Regions from separate parts of the Mus musculus genome. Here all the other regions are linked to region 1. Evidence: chromatin contacts called from public Hi-C and HiChIP or PLAC-seq data. All regions are on one chromosome and are shown on one strand. The core of a region is the stretch at or near the end of the contact, and the rest is flanking DNA. Distances in the headings are between cores, read along the strand shown.

Region 1 (2,688 bases), core at 58-2,557:
GCTCGGCAGATAAGACTCTTCCCAGGACTCTCAACCGCAACACTGTAGGAAGTCTGCCTTCAGAAGCTGAACAGTGATAAGCAGAGTCTTCCATTTCATCCCTCTGCCAGTAAGCCGAGAGACCGACTGTCTAAAAGATACATCAATAAGAAAAATGCAGGGCACTTAGACTGCTGTATGCTTGGTGATATCAGAGCAAGAATTACTGTGAGGAATCAGAGACAGACATGAAAAAGAACACTGCTCACCCTGCAGACTATACAGAGTGATTACAATTTGTCCAAGTAGTACTGGAAGGTCTGTCTTCCATTATGTAAGTTTTTATCACTTTTAAATGTGTTCTAGTTGAGTTGGCATGTTTTATGATTTGCTTTGCTTGAGAGATAAGCACATTGTCAAAGATTAGATTAAAATTCCAGGGGCATTTTTTTTTTAATTTAAAAGGTGGAGGTTGAGAGAAATCACAGACTGGAAAAAGGTACTTTAAATATTACTATTTAATGTATTAGAACTTCAGATGCTCTCTGCCTAGGACAATAATATGGAAGTGGATTTAAAAAGTCTTCCTGTAGTTCACTGTGAATAGGAACTCCTGCAGGGCAGTGGGAAATGAGACACAGATATAGGGTCAAGACTTCAGGTTCTCAGGTAGCAACTCTTTCACTCATCACCTCTATACACTGTTGGCCTAGTGGGTGGACATTCGTAAGCTCTAGCAATGAGGTCATTTCCCTTCTGTTCTGTCACAAATTGACATGGTAATCTATTACTTTAGTTGTTTTATTTGATTTTTATTACCTAATAATCCTCTATTCAATTCATGGACACGTAAATTAGTGTTTTTCTTTTTGGAGTACCGACGACACTATAACCTGACAATCTACATAGAGAAATCAAGGAGGGAAGTTCCTGATAACCTGTGGTATCTCTCAATTCTACATGAGGAATTGCAAACCAAATGTGTGGTTATTTAACTCTTTTTCATTACTTCAAGTATAGTATGTGACTCTTCTCACCAAGTCCTCAGAGACCTTTCCTTTATAAGACAATTTATTGGACTAATGGATTGGCCACGAGGAAAATAACATTTCATTACTAAGAGCATGAAGATGATTTTGGAAGGAATGACCTGGAATGGATTATCTTATCCACCTCTGGAAGATTTTCCAAAATGAATGTGACTCATACATGCAGATAAACACAATACTTTTGTTAAATTTTCAAAACTGTTAGAGCTAAACCTTTATTGCCTCTTTCCAGTTAGTACTTACACTGCATTTTAGCATTGTCCTCCAGGCGGCGCTGTCTCCTCAGTATGGGTCTAACTGTCTCCAAACCAAAGGCAATGCAGGCCATCTGACTTTAGTCTCCCTGGATACAGCAGTTCTAGGCCCACATCCCAAGTCTCACATCTGAGAGTTATCTTTGTGTTTTGGCTAGACTTCTTGGGATGGCTAAAGACGGTGTGAGCACACAGTGACCACTGCTCTGAGTGTCTTATTGATTTTTTCAGCAGGCCTTTCAACAGACTATGGTTACAGTCAGCACTCCCGGCCTTCAAGGGGGATGAAACTGAGTTTTAACATCCTGAAGACAGTATCTTGTAGGTTAGATAGGGCCCTGTGCCTCACTTGGGGCACTCTAGCTTCTTTCCTCGAGGGGCCTTATACACAGAAGTTCCCCTCTGGTTTTAAATGGAATTGTCATGTAATTTTCTGTAAACCAATGTGCCAGAGGAACCAGCTACCTTGTATAGTTGAGTCTGTGGCAGAATGGCAGGACATGAATGTCAGAGTGTATGTCATGTGCAGACGTATACAATTTTCAAATCTCTCAAAACTTAATATTTGTGCATATGCTATGCTTTCCAAAATTGCTGGGGTTCTGGGCCTATTATATAGAAGTATCTCATAGAGCTTCCGAAGCATTAACTAAGATAACTTAGAAAACTACTAATGCATAGTAAGTGTTCCATCAGTGGCATGGGATAACAGATTATGACATTCTTCAGTGTGAAGTCACCATAGGGTTGGGACTTGTATCTTACTCTCTACCTTCACTTCCACATCTTTGTCCCTATGCTCCCATGGCTTTGACCCTCCATGCTTACCTGACACATTCATCCTAAAACAAGCAAGCAAGCAAGCAAGCAAGCAAGCAAGCAAGCAAGCAAACAAACAAACAAGGCCATCACTCCCCATTACAGAAGTCAAATGTGCTTCCAGGATCTCTGCCCATAGTTGAGTCAGACTATCTCCTTTGTGTGGCAGATATGCAGGAGCATATAGTAACAAAATTCATTCAATTTCATGTTGGTCATTTTAATCATGTAAACTCTGCATTTGTAAACCAACTTGAAAGGATTATCAATGAAATACCTCTATTTAGAAAAGACCTGGTACACCGGGCATGGTGGTGCACGCCTTTAATCCCAGCACTTGGGAGGCAGAGGCAGGCGAATTTCTGAGTTTGAGGCCAGCCTGGTCTACAGAGTGAGTTCCAGGATAGCCAGGGCTACACAGAGAAACCCTGACTTGAAAAAAACCAAACCAAACCAAACAAAACAAAACAGAAAAGACCTAGTTCAAACTCAAGCTCTAACACCTGGCTGGTGGCTGGACCTCTGTTTTATATGCACGGCCAGTGTTCACTTTTTCCTCTGGTGGTGAGAGGTATGGACAGTAGCAG
Region 2 (2,688 bases), core at 88-2,587, 890 kb after region 1:
TGGGTTTGAGCTCAGAGCCCGGGCTCTGGAAAACCCAGCGAGAGATAATGGACTAATGCAAGAGTCTGTGCCCCCAGCCACCATCACATCTGCGTCACCATGGGCTATGAATCTAAAGGAGTCTCCCACAGCATGTGCACCTGTGGTGCAGGCTGTGGACACTGAGTGATTGGGGCCCTTGAGTTTGTAGCGAATGCTAACCTGGCCTGCAGCCATATTGATCAGAATCTTAGGGACAAAGAATGGGCTGACTTTATTATAACCTTTGGTCTGAAACAGCAAAGCAGTTTCAGAAATAACTTCAAGAGGAACCATGCCCATGCCAATGGCAACGCCAGTAGCCACCTGATCTGCTTCTCGTTTCGGATGCCAGCCGGAGTCTTTCAGGGCCAACTCTGCTGCCCCAACAGCCATGATGGTGGAAGAAGACATGGACTTGGCATCTGATTTGGACACAAAGTTTTCTTCATTAAACTGACCTTCATGTGGACCTCTTGGTACATAAGCAGCTACACTGCAAGGGATATTCTTGTACTCATCACCAACCACAGAAACAATTCCACTTTCTCCTCGGAGAAGCCGATCCCAAACTAGTTGAGTCCCAACGCCAAGTGGTGTCACTAGGCCAATGCCTGTGATGACAACTCGTCTGCGCAACATGGCTGCTGGCACAGTTCCATAAAATCTGTGTTTGCTTATTAACCAAGAATATGACGCTGGATATGGATGGGAGATTGTGGCTTTTAGAAAATGTTGCAAGCATTTTGACAACATGGTTGAAATTCAGAAGATCAGAAACACATTCCTGGAATAGACCACAAGAGACAGCAAGCATCATTTAAACGACAGTAGAATCTTACACACACCCTAGGTGTGACTGTGGTCACAGAGAAATGCAACCCTCGCTTGGACTTAACTTTTATTTGTAATCTATGAGGTCCTTCAGACTGTCAACTGATAGCTAGCTCACTGGGTTTTACAACGCCAACCCACCCTACAGGGGGCATCCTTCTTCAGGCTCACCGAAGATTACTGTACAGTGTGGACTGAGTCCATGTGGCATTTCTAAGATTAATGCACAGGAGGCCGCCTCAGGCCCATTCTGCCTTGTGCACTTTATCTACTTCCGTGTAGGGCAGATAACCTTTCAGGCGGTCCCGCCACAGCCCAGCACCGCCGTATTAGGAAGGCCGGGTGTAACTTCCCGAGCTCAGCGTTAGGAGCTCTCAGGGATTCACAGCCACGCGACGCCCTCCACCCCTACCCTGAAACCCGGGTGCACACTGCAGTCACTACCTGAAACAAGCCTTTGCGGGCGCCCACCGAGTGCGCATGCGCACTCATCCGCAGCGCAGCGTTTCCGCCCGGTGCCTGATGTCAGAGGTCAGACGCTCCGGCCAGAGCTTCCTCCGGGTTCCGGGTTGTGAGTGCCCCGCTCTAGCCTCAGAGCCTGTTTTGATCGCTTGGGAAACCTCACCTAGTCAACAGCGATAATGCCTAGATATTCCTGTGCTGCCAGAGAAGGGCGGCTGTCATTTCCCCAGGACATTCCGGGGAGGACCTATAGCTGTAGCCTCCCTGGTAGCTCTGTAGAAAATATTCATAGAACTCTTCAGAATGTCACCAAGAAACCGAGGTCGTTTGGGGAAACATCTAAATGCCACGTAGACAATAAAATAATACTATGGCTGAATACTTAGAAATGTGCAAAGACGTTGAGAATTTGTTAGGAGACGTTAGTTACAAAACTTTTAAAGGTTTGCAAAGAGATCAGATAATGGTACCGCTCAATTTCAGCACCTGGGCGGCAGAGGATCAGGAGCTCTGTCCTCAGCTGTGGAGAGAGTGCAAAGGGAGCCTGGGCTACCAACCTGAAGACTTTGTCTTTAAAATATAACAAAACCTAACGTCTGTAGTGATCTGCAGTGCTTATGGTGTCCCCTCTACCTCCATTTTTCCTTACCTTTATTTACTTTAGCAAATGATGTAAACAGCTACTTCTGTAACAATAAAAAGGGCTGACTCATGACAGGAAGTGACCAGAAGATTGCCCAATATCTGAAGTGGAAATTCCTGAGCTTACGAAAGTTTTACTTGCTCAGAGATAAATCTGTAATGGATAAGTAGGATAAGTAGCAACACAGCCAGGGGATGTCTATTAACTGTTCAAGTCTGTCCCACGTGTGAGCTTTGCTTTTTCTTCAGATAAAGGATAGACTATGCTATCTTGTAGTCATGATTATATATTTTCTTGTGGGCAATAACCTCTTCAGGCCATCGTTGCCACGTATGCTTGCTTTCCAAATGTAGAAAAGAATCTGAGGTAAGTTTAGCTATTTCCTCATTACTCCTGGATATGATTTATTGTCTACTCTGTCTAAAATGTTTAAGAAAATTCAACTTGTTCCTGATCCAGTAGCTCACCATTTGCTTAGTATGATCTCCCTGCAGTGAAAATTGTGCTGTTTCCTCCAGTACCTTTTGGCAATTTGTTTTACATACAAATTTCTGATCTCAAAAGGCATTGGGGTATGTGGACTGTGGAAGGTTAGCTGAAAGGGGAACTCTGTCTATGCAGCCATGGAGAAGTCATGTCATCATCCATGCTGCAGTGAAACTTTCTGGCCGTGCAGATGCCCTAGGCACTTACTCCTGTAAGGAACCCTTCACCCATGCTCTGAAGTAAGC
Region 3 (2,688 bases), core at 127-2,626, 840 kb after region 1:
AACAAACTTAAGTATATGTGTGGTTACATGTCCTAATAAAACTTTATGAGTTGCATAGGAAGGCAAATTCCATACAATTTTAGTTTCATAAAATACTATTCTTTGATTTTTTTTGTATTACTTCAAAACAAATTTACACTAAAGTCACGAGCCAAAACAGAATTTCCATTGGTACAAAGATAAGAGTGTGATGCAAGGAGCTGCCTGGCTCCATCACTAACAACAATTCTCCTTCAAGCTTCAATGTCCTTGTCTGTCAAAAAAGGAAAGGGATGCCGACATTTTATTTTAAACATAAGAGAGATGAGCTATGTCACATTGTTCACAAGGAACAACTTCCGAACACTATCGATGATGTGGTGGGGGGGAAGAGGAGAGGAGACTCCATTGTGTGAGAGAGTCAGATCATCTATTTAATCTTGCCTGATGCCGTGTGGTGCCATGAATTTCCAACTCCAGTGAACAGCTTTTGCTATTTATCTTTAGGGGTATGCAAAGATATCCTGGGACTTTTAATAGACTAATATTCCCTCTTTGCTTACTCTCTTTAAAATAGTTCATTATTTGGTTGGTTGGTTGAGTGACTTGTGTGTGTGTGTGTGTGTGTGTGTGTGTGTTCCCATAAGCATGTCATAGCATGTATGTGATCAGAGGACATTTTGTTTGTAGGAGTCCATTTTATGTTCTTGTTTCAGGTGCCTTTCTCCAGTGAGCCCTTGCTCTGGCCCCTTGCTACTTCGCTCTTTATGATATTCTGTTTGCATACTGAGTTATCACATTAGGCCTCAGCCAATTCTGTCCTCTAGACCTGAGTACCATATTATACAACTTTAATCTTATCTGAGACCCAAAATTCAAGCTTTTTCTTCTCTATTTTGTTAATTAAGCACATCACTCATGAGCATGGCTATAGGTTTTGTCTTAGGGTTTCTGTTGCTGCACTGAAAAACCATAACATAAAACCAAGTTGGGGAGAAAAGGAATTATCTGGCTTACACATCAACATCAGTGCTCATCATTGAAGGGAGTCAGGATAGAAGCTCAATCAAGGCAGGAGCTGATGAAGAGGCCATGAAGGGGTGCTGTTTACTGGATTGCTTTCTTTAGATAGAACACAGGACCACCACCTCAGTATGGCACTACCCACAATGGGCTGGACCCACCCCCATCAATAGCTAATTAAGAAAATGCCTTACAGCTTTGTCTTGTGGAAGCATTTTCTCAGTAAAGGTTCTCTCCTTTGAGATAACACTAACCTGTTTGTCAGTTGACTTAAGACCAGCCAGCACAGATTTCCAGCTCTTACACCAGCTGAGTCAGCAAACATTCTGCAACAGTGATTCCTCCTACCAGTATCTTCACTGTCACTGAAAGCTCGGAGGAATGGCTCTGCATCTGACTTCCTTTCTATATGCCATCTTTTATCAACACTCCAATACTGAAGGTTACCAAAATCAGATCTCCAACTTAGAGGGCTGATATAAAAAACTCCAGAATGAAAACATATTGCTTCCCCTTTATTTCTTCTTATAGAAAAGGATAATGTTTAAGGAAAGTCAAAATATTCTAAAACAAACAATATGCTTCTTAAAACTAACGACACTCATGACTCTCGACCTCCATAGCACATGAGTTTTTGTGCTCTGTGCCCCTGATACCCGTGAGTGCTGGTGGCATTTGCAGTTCCAGAAGGTGGCAGTTTTTGCTTTAAAATTCATTTCCCAGACCTGCATTCACAGTCCTAAGCCTAGTAAAAACTAGAGAACATTTGTTGAACAAGTGTCCGTGCTAAAGTCTACAAGAACTGCAAAGCAAAACATTACATCTCTAGTACCCACTAACTTGCAATCCATGTCCTGCTTTTCTCCAGAACTCAGTTTCATTTGGAGAGTAAAATGAAAGAGTTTAGCCAGTGAGTCTTCAGGTTTTCATTGGCTCTTTTCAGTAGCTGTATCAGCAAACATAGAGGGTGTTGTTCAAGCAGGGCACAAGTAGCTTTCTACTTGTGAATGTCTCTTGCTGGAGAGACACCATAGGGAAATTTTTTGAGGAATGGAATTTCCATTTTTCATGGATTCTGCTGGTCTTGTCCTTAATAAGTAAACATGATTGTGCCTTTTGCACCACACCACGCCTATGCTACACGGGGTTTAAAAATTACAGTTTTTCAAGTTTGAAAGAATAAGGACAAATCAGGTCTACCTTGTGACATAAAAACATTGTTAGAAACAAAGTGTTATGTTGAAAACGTGACAAAGAAACATTTACTCAAACATTTTTAAAAATAAACTAGTTCAGTTTAAGTGAAAGGCCTATTAACCATCAAGGCTTTGGCTCCATCATGTGGCCGTTTGGATTTATTTTACTTTAGTGTTCATAAGATTTTTTGTTTTGTTTTGTTTTGTTTTCAAGATAGGGTTTTTCTATGTGGTCCTGGCTGGCCTGGAACTCTCTCTGTGGAGCAGACTGGTCACCAACACTGAGATCCACCTGCCTCTACCTCCCAATTGCTGGAATTAAAAGCATGTGCCGCCAATATTATTTACGAATTTAAAAGTGCGTGTATCTAAACTTTACAGCATAACATTTTGACCACTGTATATATTATGAAATGATTACTGCAATCAAGGTAGTTAGCATATCCATATGCTAATATCTCTCATAGAGACCCTTGTATATGACAATAAA
Region 4 (2,688 bases), core at 88-2,587, 820 kb after region 1:
ACTGTAACCTTCCCATGCACAAGACGATGAACTCAGATCTTAGCAGAATCTTGAAAATCCCAGAGATTCAAAGAGCCCCCTGAGCACCACACAAGAAGATTCAGTGTAGAGTCTTGAAGAAGAATCCACTGAAGAACCACAAAGACTATGCACAGGAATACCATTCTTCCTAAGGCCAGAATCACAAACTTCAGGTGAAAAACTGGAAACAGCAGCCACTGCACAGGCAGCCAACTTGAAGAAGGTTGCAGCACAGGAGACTGCAGACAAGAAGTCGGCTGTAGGCAAGGAAGAAAGGAAGCCCAAGGATGTCAAGAAGATAAGAAGCCTGCAGGGGAAAAGGGTTGTGGCTACCAAGAAAACCAGCAGAAAAGAAACCTACCACAGAAGGAAAAAAGCCGGCTGCATAAACGATTAAAATTTGTTTCATTCCAGAGAGCCAATAGAGACAGTCTATTTGAATAAAAACATAACCAAAGGGGAAAAAACTAGCCCACACAAAAACACATAAAAAGAAAGCTATCTTGCTAAAATTCAATTGATTGAAAGAAAATAGAAAATCTAAAATAGCAATAAAAAATGTCAGAACTTCAGTACAACTGTCGCTTTTAAATGAAAGCAAATATTTTATAATAAATTGATAGATTATATTCTGTTTTTTAAAATGTGTGTGATGAATGTGAATTCAAGCATCAAATGGGGTACACTGAGGCACAGAATGGAAAACTGATTTCTTGGAACCTCACTAAGTGTATGAAGCCATCTACAAAAAGTGACAAATGCCATTACATAGTCTCGAGGTCTCATTTTATATACCTCCATTAAGGAACCCCTTTGTGATTTCACATATGTGACAGTGTCTGTGGGGCCACATAAGGATCCCATATTTGAGGCTGTGTCTGTCTTAGCCCTAAATCCAAGATGTACCAGCCAGGACACAGTCAGTAACTCTTCAATCTTCATATTGTAAGAAACATTTAATATTAGACTGTCCTGACAAACACTACAAAACTTTTGTTTACAACAAGGAATTCCAATCTCTTTACTTTCCCCATCTGGTAAAACCTTTATGCAAATGTTTTCATCCTTTCCAGGGTAAGCCTGATTTTACACAAATGCCCTGCTTGGCATCATCATATCTTAATGGTTCACTGCTCTGCTCATCTTCATTGTTTGCTCCAATTGTTTTGAAATTATCTACCCTCAAAAGACCATGAGGTCAAATCTCAGCCAATGGGGAAAAGACACAGTCAGCGGCTAGTTAAACACAAACTAATTGCACTTCCTGTGCAGGTGTGCTTGCTCACCCACAAACCGAGTTCACTTCCTGGGCAGGTGTGCTTGCTCAACCATCATTGTGAATAACACACCCTTCTGACAGGAAATAAACTTCTTTGTTGAGACACTTTAACCTGATTGTAATCTCTTTCTTTGCAACTTCAAACTTATTTCTAACAGCATCTTTCCTTGCCTCGTCCTAAATCAGTCTTGACTTGCTTAGGGAAGCCCTATTGCTGTTATGTAAGAGTACTAAACATTGTCTTATTGCCTTAAGCCACTGTGATTTCCAATGTTCTCTACTTGCCCCCTAAAGGTCAATGCTTGATCCAGGATCCACAGACTCACAGGCATGCAACATCAGTGAGTATTTTCTACCTTGACTTTCCCAACCACCAAGGCTCATCTGTTTAGTCCCTTTATGATGAGTCTGGCTATTTTACCCTAGTCTTGACCCTCATGGGATCTTTTCCAGGACTTCAAATGAATCCCTGAATGCTAGGCCTTCCATTTTTCCTCAGCCTAGCCTTGTTTCAGATATACCTCATTCTACCTCTGACCTTCTGATGTGCCTCCTTTGGTCCTTTCCAGGCTACCACTCAGTAGCAAGTAGCAAGGCTGTGGTCAATTATATCACATGTGGTTCCTGATAGACATCAAAAACTTCCATACCCACAAACCAGGCCTGGCTTGTCCAGCCTCTGCCCTATGCCCAAGCCTCAACCCTAGCTTCCAAATCTGCTATTTAATTTGCCCTTCTGCCCTGTTAAAGCCCTGCCAAGAAAATTTAATAACTGTAATTGCTTGCTGTAGTCATAATTAATCTGGAAAATGTGGAAGTGGTCTGTGTTACAGGTAGGAGTGCTTTACACAGGGATCTAGAGACATTCACACATGTAGCAAAACCAGAGGAAATTTGGCTACCAGCACTTTCACAGAGAACTTGCCTCAATCAGGATGTGGCTGATCCTCTAGGACTCTCTAAAAGCATCTTTGGAAACTCTACCTCTTTCTAACCAAGTGTTCCTACTGAAAACTCTCTACTAGGACCTAGGCAGGGAAGTATTCTTAAAAGGGCATTTCCCAAATTCTCCTCTGCCACAGGAACTTGAAGGAGGGGAAAATGGTCTGAATACAGACACAAGTGGTTAACCAAAATGATATATTCTACATTTTGCTTCCAGTGAGGCCCCTACAAGTAGACTCTCCTAGTTGGAGCCTGATCCTATATCCTCAGTCTGACTAAGGCATTGATTCAAACCAGATAAACCTTTTAGGACCAGAATGGTACTTGCCATATGACCCAAGTTTTCTGCTTTCTGGAGTCTCTGAGGAACAAAGATTTTTCTAGGACTGAGACAGACAAACCCAAGACACCAGAGGGCTTCATTCCTGGGACCTTAGATGTTC

The links. HiChIP or PLAC-seq counts read pairs in DNA pulled down with a chosen protein or histone mark. Hi-C and Micro-C count contacts between places; a contact is called where the count stands out from the background.
Region 2: an H3K27ac HiChIP or PLAC-seq map of double positive thymocytes shows a contact between it and region 1, with 10 times the contacts expected there. The contact joins the promoter of Oxsm here to the enhancer-like site in region 1. A contact is called at or near these places in 8 of 39 promoter capture datasets (the C10 cell line, cranial neural crest, embryonic stem cells and 5 more), 18 of 115 datasets of contacts at active chromatin or transcription factors (the 230-238 cell line, T-cell acute lymphoblastic leukemia, acute myeloid leukemia and 13 more) and 3 of 9 other capture datasets (adipose tissue, liver and pancreatic islet).
Region 3: a contact with region 1 is called in a Hi-C map of regulatory T cells, with 12 times the contacts expected there. The contact joins two enhancer-like sites. A contact is called at or near these places in 4 of 39 promoter capture datasets (the C10 cell line, hippocampal neurons, liver and 1 more), 2 of 15 datasets of contacts at CTCF or cohesin (large pre-B cells and pro-B cells), 124 of 484 Hi-C or Micro-C datasets (the 63-12 cell line, the AML12 cell line, the AtT-20 cell line and 67 more) and 16 of 115 datasets of contacts at active chromatin or transcription factors (the 230-238 cell line, CD8 T cells, PVALB interneurons and 11 more).
Region 4: a RAD21 HiChIP or PLAC-seq map of pro-B cells shows a contact between it and region 1, with 14 times the contacts expected there. The contact joins two enhancer-like sites. A contact is called at or near these places in 1 of 15 datasets of contacts at CTCF or cohesin (pro-B cells), 12 of 484 Hi-C or Micro-C datasets (B cells, CD4 T cells, CD8 T cells and 9 more) and 6 of 115 datasets of contacts at active chromatin or transcription factors (T-cell acute lymphoblastic leukemia, double positive thymocytes, large pre-B cells and 3 more).

The regions. Positions count from the first base shown.
Region 1 is chr14:15,354,389-15,357,076 of GRCm38.p6, forward strand. No RefSeq gene overlaps it. Among named protein-coding and RNA genes, the nearest start is that of Gm31577, 34 kb to the left of the region's middle. Within about 2 kb of position 1,308, at least 9 of the 459 cell types and tissues checked have an H3K27ac peak or open chromatin away from gene starts, as enhancers often do. A contact at or near this core is called in the P5424 cell line, double positive thymocytes, pro-B cells and 1 more, where this site is marked.
Region 2 is chr14:16,241,994-16,244,681 of GRCm38.p6, forward strand. It overlaps Oxsm (3-oxoacyl-ACP synthase, mitochondrial), which reads right to left and starts at 1,338. Exons shown (of 3, transcript NM_001359883.1): 1 at 1,297-1,338; 2 at 1-805. The coding sequence starts at 774.
Region 3 is chr14:16,194,380-16,197,067 of GRCm38.p6, forward strand. No RefSeq gene overlaps it. Among named protein-coding and RNA genes, the nearest start is that of Oxsm, 48 kb to the right of the region's middle. Within about 2 kb of position 1,377, at least 18 of the 459 cell types and tissues checked have an H3K27ac peak or open chromatin away from gene starts, as enhancers often do. A contact at or near this core is called in the P5424 cell line, double positive thymocytes, pro-B cells and 1 more, where this site is marked.
Region 4 is chr14:16,172,209-16,174,896 of GRCm38.p6, forward strand. It overlaps the pseudogene Gm8517. Among named protein-coding and RNA genes, the nearest start is that of Oxsm, 70 kb to the right of the region's middle. Within about 2 kb of position 1,338, at least 65 of the 459 cell types and tissues checked have an H3K27ac peak or open chromatin away from gene starts, as enhancers often do. A contact at or near this core is called in the P5424 cell line, double positive thymocytes and pro-B cells, where this site is marked.